Regions from separate parts of the Capsicum annuum genome. Here region 1 is linked to region 2. Evidence: chromatin contacts called from public Hi-C data. All regions are on one chromosome and are shown on one strand. The core of a region is the stretch at or near the end of the contact, and the rest is flanking DNA. Distances in the headings are between cores, read along the strand shown.

Region 1 (4,339 bases), core at 696-3,195, 210 kb after region 2:
CTGATACATACCCCGCACCTAGAATTTATGAGATAACGACTCCAACCTCTAGATACTCACCCACATAACCCGCACCCGTATCTGAGCAACATAGCTCTTTCATAGGGGACCTATGCAGAAATGTGTCAAACAACTCAAACAGACAGAGACTCCACCAAGATCATTCCAATCTCTTAGTCGATCAGGAATTGGTAGAGCACAAACTCCGCTTATATAACTTTATATACACAAATGTATGAAGGATACATTAGTCTGCTCCTTCCCTGATGGAATTGGAACCCCTAAAAACATGGAAAAGGGAGAAGGGACCACGGACAAGAGGGGGTGGGGCATCCTGGATAAACATAACCATTATGGAAACACGATAATCTGTAGTGCGACCCAGCAATATTCAAGAAAGTGGGAAATGCAGAACTATATGGCTGAGAGTAGTATTGAGTTCATACATCGGACACAGTAATATGGTCTTTAGGTTGAGGAACTTTCTATTAAGTTGTTTAAGTTCATGGGTATCAATGTGAAATCACACTGCCACACTTCTGATCAGAACAAATTATGAATGAGATGCTCACACTAATTCCAGTAGAGACCAAAGTTTCCAGCATCAAGTTGTTATAGTGAATCTAGCTACTGATCAAATCTTAGCAATCACATCTGTCATATTATTAACCATACCAGCTCCATCCACATATCTGCTAACAACTACTATGAGTAGGAGTAAAAAAAGTATAAATAAGCATATTAGATAAAGAGAAAGAGAATGCTATGAGCATATATAACTCAAACATAGTTGTTCAGAATTTTTTTTAACCACAATAGCAGGAGTACTATAGATGTTTGATCACTTACATATCACAATTAGCATAATGACAACAAGCACACCAACAAAGCCGCGATCACGCAAGCGTCTCCACTTAAAGTTCTTGTTCTCAACTTCAACTGCATTCTGGTTTGTTATTGCTCCGCACCAGAAACACTTGAAAGAAGGTGCATATGGCGAAACAAGTAAATGAAGTCCACAACCCCAACATGTCGTCTTGTAGTCCTCAATAAGAGCTGTCACATAGTGGCCTCCCTACATAGTAGTAAATGAATAAATAACTTATATTTTTAGCTATACAGATTCATGCATGCCCAAAATTTTTAAATGAATAAAATGAATAAACTATTCTATGTATTTATTTCCTCAGGTGACAATCGGCATACCAAGAAATGATCTATTTAAAAATTATTCTTTTTTGATAATTGTGGTGTCCGGCCAACTTGCATGCACCTCGACTAATTTCACGGTATACCTGCCACCTACCACCAAAAACAGATATCAGGTAAGACCGCATGGTGCTCAATCCGACTTCATTGAACCACTAGGCGACACCCTTGGTTTATAACCCAAAATATGAAGAGAGACAAAGATGAGAGGCAAAATAGGAGAAGAACATTTCATCTTTACAGTTTTCAGCATAGCTTCTCTTTGCTCCATTGATGCTTTAAACAATTCTTCTTCTCCCTTCCAAAATTCTTGTAATTTTACTGATTCCCCCTATTGTTAACAGCTTTAAAAACTACCAAACATGCAGCTTTCTGTACAGAAAAGAGACCTCAACGGTTACCTGGAAATTCTCTTTTTCTAAAAAGGCCAGTAGTAGACTCGAGATCTCCCACGCTCCCATCCTACATTATTTCAAGTTATTCATGAATTTTAGTACTTAATCAGATACAAATCGATTTCCAAAGGGACATTCACTTCTGCAAATGTTGTGCCAAGACAGGCCTCACTGTTTCCCACACCAATTTCGTTTATGAGTACCAATGAAGTATCTTGGTAATTAAAGTGTACAATGGAGATCCTTATACTTTCTATATAGGTGAGTCTCAAATGAACCTTCCTTTGCTTAGTTTGATGAATCATCTAGACTGATTTTTTGAAGTATTGTCGAATCATTGGAACTGACATTCCAAAAAAGGTAGGATAAAATATATATATATATAATACTAACTAGAGGCATAATCCACTATTTGGATCATATATATATATATATATGTATGTTCTACTTTTAGTTTTTTTGCTGGAATATCCTACTTGATACTTGTCATATATATTTTAAAATGAATTTCTCATAAATATTATAACCACAAAACAATAATATATATACTCTCATAATTGTTAATTCCCTCATGTCCGCCACCAGAACTTAGTTCAACTGGAAAATATTGACTTGGGTTACAGGATTGAATGTTGTGCAATCCCACCTAAGCAGGGACGGATCTATTAAGGTCCGTGGGGTGGCACGTCATACGCAAATTTCGACGGAAACTCAATATATATAGTTTTATATATATATACAGATATAGTTAAAAATTAAGTCTGTCACCCACAATAATAAGACACTGTCTAGAGCGAGTGGCAAAGAGCTGGTTTTCCAGCCCCAAGGTCTTGTATTTGAAACTTGCTGGCGGCAGCATTGGTTTTTTAAAATCATTTTTGTTAATAATTTTTCATTAAAAAAGTGAGGCACCAACCAAGAGCCAATAGGCAACAAGCGTACTTGATACCAGGCAACAGCCAAATTTCTATTTTCAAATTTAAAAAAAAAAAAACCTATTTCCAAATTCCAAATCAAAACATCGACTAAGACTCTCTTGTTCTTGAGGTTTCCTCCTGCTAGTGCTGCTTGCGCTCTCTCTCTCTCTCTCTCTGCTTGCTCTCTGTAAGTTATATTGAAAAATTATTTTGTTTCTCTTTCTTGAGCCTAGAAACCCAAATTTGAAATTATCTATGTATCTTGATAACTTGATTTAGGAGAAAGTGTTCTAATTTTGTGATTGAGAATTTGAGATGGAGAATTTTTTCAAGAAGGTTAATTATTCACAATCAAGTTCTAGTAATGTCAATGTCAATCACTCTTGTATTATAACTGACCTCGATTTGGGTTCACTTAAAGCCGATCCGGGAGAAAGTAGACCCATATTGGCTAAGCACCACTACGTTGATACTGCTACTAGTTTATTTATTTGGATGGTTATTTAGTTATTTGACAAAATTGAAGGTTAATTGTTGAATAAATGATTGGTCACATTGACCAATTTAAAGGTCAAATATAATTAGAAAATTTGATTAAATTAATTATGGATTTAATTAATATTTTTAAAACTTTCTAGTTTTTCTAAAAATATAAATCAACTCACACCCTCTCTTCTCCCCAAATCAACCTTATCTCTTCTCTCTTAACGGTTTCTCCCAACCAATAGTTCGGTAAATTTCTCTTTTTAATCCCCAGCGACTTCAATCTCCGATGAAAAATAGTTGTGTTTCAAGTTTCTTTTTGACTTTCAATTGTCAATTGGCAGCCTTGCTCTCCGGCCACAACCGCTTCGAGTTCTTCATCGTCCCTTCTCTTCTTTCATAGGTAAAAAATTATGGCCTTTTGATTTTTGAAGAAAAAGAGAAACTTGAGCCAACTTCTCTTCTAGTATTAGTTAACAATTTCAATATTTGTTACTTTAATTTGAAATGCGGTCTGAATAAAATTCTAATTTTTGATATTTCTTCTCTTCTCTTTTCAGAGTGAAATATGATTTATTGTTGTTGTGTTTTTTGAAGTTTGATTTTTTTTTTTTGGTTGTGGTTATAAAAACAAAACAACGATGTTGGTGTTTTTGGTGTTGTACCCATTGCTGGTTGATTTGTTCTTGTTCTTGGTAAAAAGGCAAAATAGTGATATTGTTGTTGTTATATTGAACAAAATTATGCTACTGTTTTTTACTGCAACAGATTAACCTATTGATGCAACAGATTAACCTTCTGCTGCAATAGATTTACTGTCTGATTCAACAGATTTACCATCTGATATAACAGATTTACTATCTGATACAACAAAGGGACCATCTGATGCAACAGATTTACCATATGATGCAACTGAGGAACCATCTGATAAAAAATCTGATGCAACAAATTAACTATCGGATAAAAAATCTAATATAACAGATTAACCATCTGATGCAACAGATTTACCATTGGATTAAAAATTTGATATAATAGATTAATCATATTATGCAACAGATTTAACATCGGATGCAATAGAGGAACCATCCGATTAATAATTTGATGCTATAAATTAAACATCTGATGCAACAGATTTACCATCTGATGCAATAGATAATCATCTGATGCAACAGATGAACCTTCTGTTGGATAAAATCCTATCAACTATTCCAACAGGACATGTCCAAGAATTAATTTTTCTAACTGATTATTCGTCTTTCGTGATAGACGACTCTTCTGTTAGAAAAAATCTAAATAATATTGACCATTGATAATTATTCCAACAAATCACTCATA
Region 2 (3,937 bases), core at 1,268-3,767:
AGTTTATGTAACCCATCAATAACAGGCATGAAGGATGCAGGATCAAACCCAAATCCTATGTGAATCAGCTTCTTGAGAATATCATGAGCACCTTCTAAATTCTCCACCTTACATAGCTTGTCTATAAGATCTTTGTATAGGAAGCTTCCTAGATCAAAGCATTTATCTATTGCAGATTCCAGGAATTGCTTAGCTTCCAAAATTTCACCTCCAGCAAGAAATTCATTGAACATTAGAGAGTAGAGCGCTTCGTTGTGACCACATATACTTGAGGCTATATCAAATACCTCTTGAGCTGGTCTGAACTCACCAATCCTGCAATATGATTTAATAAGCAACTCAAAGGTGTGCATGTTTGGAATTATTCCTTTCGGTAGCATTTCATTCAAAAGAGAAATTGCTTCTTCAGTTCTCCCGGCTTGGCATAAAAAGCTAATCATGATATTGTACGTGTAAACATTTGGAGAGATTCCTTCTTCTCTCATTTCATCCATCAGGCCACGCATTTCGAATATTTGATTTTTATTCCTCAATCCAAGTATCAAAGAATTATAAGTCTGTAAGCTCTTTTTACAACCTTTTTTTTCCATGTCCTTTAGAACTTGAAATGCAGATGATACCTTTCCTCTTTTACATAAATGATGCAAAATAGTATTGTAAATAACTGAATCAGGGTACAAATTCTTTCCAGTCATTTCAACAAACTTCTTCTTAGCTTCATCAAGCTTCCCTTCTCTGAATAAACTGTTAATAATGGTTGAATAGGTTATCAAGTCAGGCAGGCATTTTCTCCCATGATCATCTTCGTTAACCAAACTCATAAATGAACTTCCAAGATCACCAAGGGCAGCACTTCCATGACTCCACATTTCACTCACAATTTCAACAGCTTTGTCCACCTCTCCAGTTTGGCAAAGACCACGAATCACAATGTTGCAGCTCACAGTATCCAGGTCATAACCTCTCTCAATCATCTTCTGCAGTAGCTGTTGTGCCTCTGATACTTTACCTTCTTTCCACATGCTATGAAGTAGAGTATTAAAAGTGTATTTATTCGGAATGCAGCCTCTCTTAATCATCTCATGCAGAATATTTTTTGCCTCGGTCACTTTACTTTTTGTGCAGTAGCCATGGAGTAGAGTGCTATAGGTAACTGTATCTGGAGATATACCATCATTTATCATTAAGCTCATCAACATTTTTGCTTCACCAAGCATCCCATTCTTGCAAAGCCCATCAATCACGATGTTATATGAATAAATAGTGGGATCTACACCATTTTCTGACATTTCTTTCAGAACTGTTTGAGCCTCCAACAGCTCTCCATTCCTAACCAGCCCACATAACCAGATATTGTAGCTCTGCGCATTGAAGAAAATATCATCTTTCTTCATAGATTCTATCAGTTTCCTTGCTTCTTCCAGCATCCCTTTCTCACAAAATCCCCGCAACATCAAATTAAAAGTTACAACATTAGGCCTTGGCAAGCCAAAAACCTCGCCTATTTGCATATCTCTGAAAATTCTGGAAGCTTCAAGAATCTTTCCCGATTTGCAAAGAGCTGAGATCCTAGAATTGAAGGTAACTACATTAGGAACAAGCCCGTCCTCCCTCATCCGCTCAACCAACCTCTCAGCCTCATCATCGTCCCCTTTCTTACAGAAACTGCCAACGAGCGTATTGTATATTATCACATTAGGATAAACATCCATCATCTTCATCCTATCGAGGAGCATCAAACCTTCTAAAGGAAGTCCAATTTTGCAGTACCCGCGAATCAAAATCCCGAAAGTGAACTCATTGGGATGACACCCTTTGTCACGCATAACATCAAACAGGTGGCGGGCATCTCCCAAACGATCGGAACGGCAGAGCCCGTCAATGAGGAGATTGAAGGTATAAGTATCAGGGGAAACGGAAGCGGAAATCATATCTTTATATAACCAGGACATGAAATTGGGAAAATCAAATTGGAAAGACTTGTTTATAAGCAAATTGTAGAGTGAGACATTGGGTGGTGGATGATGAGGGAAGTGAGATCGAGTAGATCGGAAGAGAGAAACGGCGTCTTGAATGTGTTCGTGGGTAGCTAGGAGCTTGACGATGGTGTATTGACAAGGAATAGATATATGAGGAGGGGATAGAGAAAGGAGGAAAGAGTGAAGTGTGTGTATTTGAGGAAGCATTTGGTGACGAAGAAGGATGCCGGTAAGGAGAGGGACTGAATGGAATGGAGGATTTGGAGTTGAGAGAGCGCGGCTGAAGAGTTGCCATGCCCGCTTCGGGTTACTACTGTTATTCACTAATGCTTTTGTTAGTTGCTGCTCCATTTCCTTCTTCTTCCTTGTTTTTACTCCTCAATCACTTCAACCATATCTCTATTCCATGTGTTAAAGGTCCATACTAGGAGACAAATGCGTTTTAAAGGCGTTTAGTTTGGGCGGTTCCGCCTACTCGCTGTTTCCCCACACTCCATTTTTCTCAAACTCTTTCAATAATTTATTCCAAACTAAATTTCTAATCATACTTAATATAGTTTAGTAGATTATTTATCTGTATTCTTTTTCAACATTCCCTTTAAAATTGATTATTTTTCTAAATTTTCACTCATTTCTTTCAAAATTGATCAATTCTAATTTAATAACTCCTAAGATTATGGGTGCAGCAAAATTTAAAATCAATTTTCTTAAAAAATCAACAGAAAAAATATAAAAAAATAAATAAATAGAGAACAAGATAATCTTTATTTTTATTGATTTGAGACAAAATATCCCGCCAGATTCTTTTTTATCCATTTTGAATTCTACATAGATAAATTCTTTTTGTTTGTGTATTTTTTGTTGTGGTAATTAACAAATAGAAAAATTGTATACAGTATGTTTGTGAAAATTTTCAAATAAACTTTTTTTGCTAGAACGTTTTGGACTTTCACATCACTTATAAAGCTTTTCATTTTAACTTAAATACTGAAATAGGGTAGCATATTTATCAAATACATTGGGACAAATATCTTACTTCTTCTTTTTTCATGATAGATTCATTGAGACTACATATCCAAATGAAAATAATGATACCTCTAATTCATTTGAGCCAATAAAACTTGAAATAAAATTTGATTCAGATGAGAATGAATTTAATTATAACAATAAATATGTTGCTACAATTGGTTTTAGTGTTAGAAAGAAATATGTCAACAAAAGTAAAGCTAATGGATACATAACTTCAAGAAAAATTAAATGTTTTAAAAAAAATTATAGAGGAAAAGACAAACGGGATGGGTTCATTACGAAACCTAGAAAAGAAATTAGGACGAGTTATTTAGCTCATATGGTCGTAAGTCGTTAATCAGATGAAAAGTTTTCAGTCATTTCATTTGAAGAGAGTACAATCATCCACTTGTTCATCCATCTCTAGCTCACATATTTCCATCACAAAGAAACTATTAAACTTTTTCAAGTATATGAATTGATTTATCAGATGATTAAAGAATATTTCTAAGTCTTCTTTTAATTATGTTGCTCGTCAAGTGGGGGATAAGGTTGTTTTGAATTTTACACAGAGAGATCATAAGAACAATCTCTGTAATAAAAGAAAGAAAATCTACGATATGGAATGGCTCATAGCTTGATAAATTATTTTAAAGAAAAAAGTAAAAACGGATTCATCTTTTTGATTTATTTGCAATTAGATTATGATGATTTGATAACAAATAAGTTTGAGGTAGATGCTAAAATGATAAGGGATTTTCAGATTTATAAAGCGGTTGACACAACATATAAAACATACAAGGACTACTTTCCTTTGTCATTGTTTGTTGGATTAAATAATCACAGGGAGATGGTTGTATTTGGTATTGTCTTTATGTATGAAGAAATAACATAAACATTTGAATGACTTTTTAATGTATTTTTTTAGAGTTATGTCTGCAAATAAGTTA

The links. Hi-C and Micro-C count contacts between places; a contact is called where the count stands out from the background.
Region 1: a contact with region 2 is called in a Hi-C map of leaf, with 2.0 times the contacts expected there. The contact joins the promoter of LOC107860849 here to the promoter of LOC107857581 in region 2. A contact is called at or near these places in 2 of 5 Hi-C or Micro-C datasets (leaf and pericarp).

What each region holds. Positions count from the first base shown.
Region 1 is chr2:20,837,914-20,842,252 of UCD10Xv1.1, forward strand. It overlaps LOC107860849 (protein S-acyltransferase 11-like), which reads right to left and starts at 1,946. Exons shown (of 4, transcript XM_016706328.2): 1 at 1,611-1,946; 2 at 850-1,075. The coding sequence starts at 1,670.
Region 2 is chr2:20,623,745-20,627,681 of UCD10Xv1.1, forward strand. It overlaps LOC107857581 (pentatricopeptide repeat-containing protein At2g17140), which reads right to left and starts at 2,518. Exons shown (of 5, transcript XM_016702391.2): 1 at 1-2,518. The coding sequence starts at 2,330.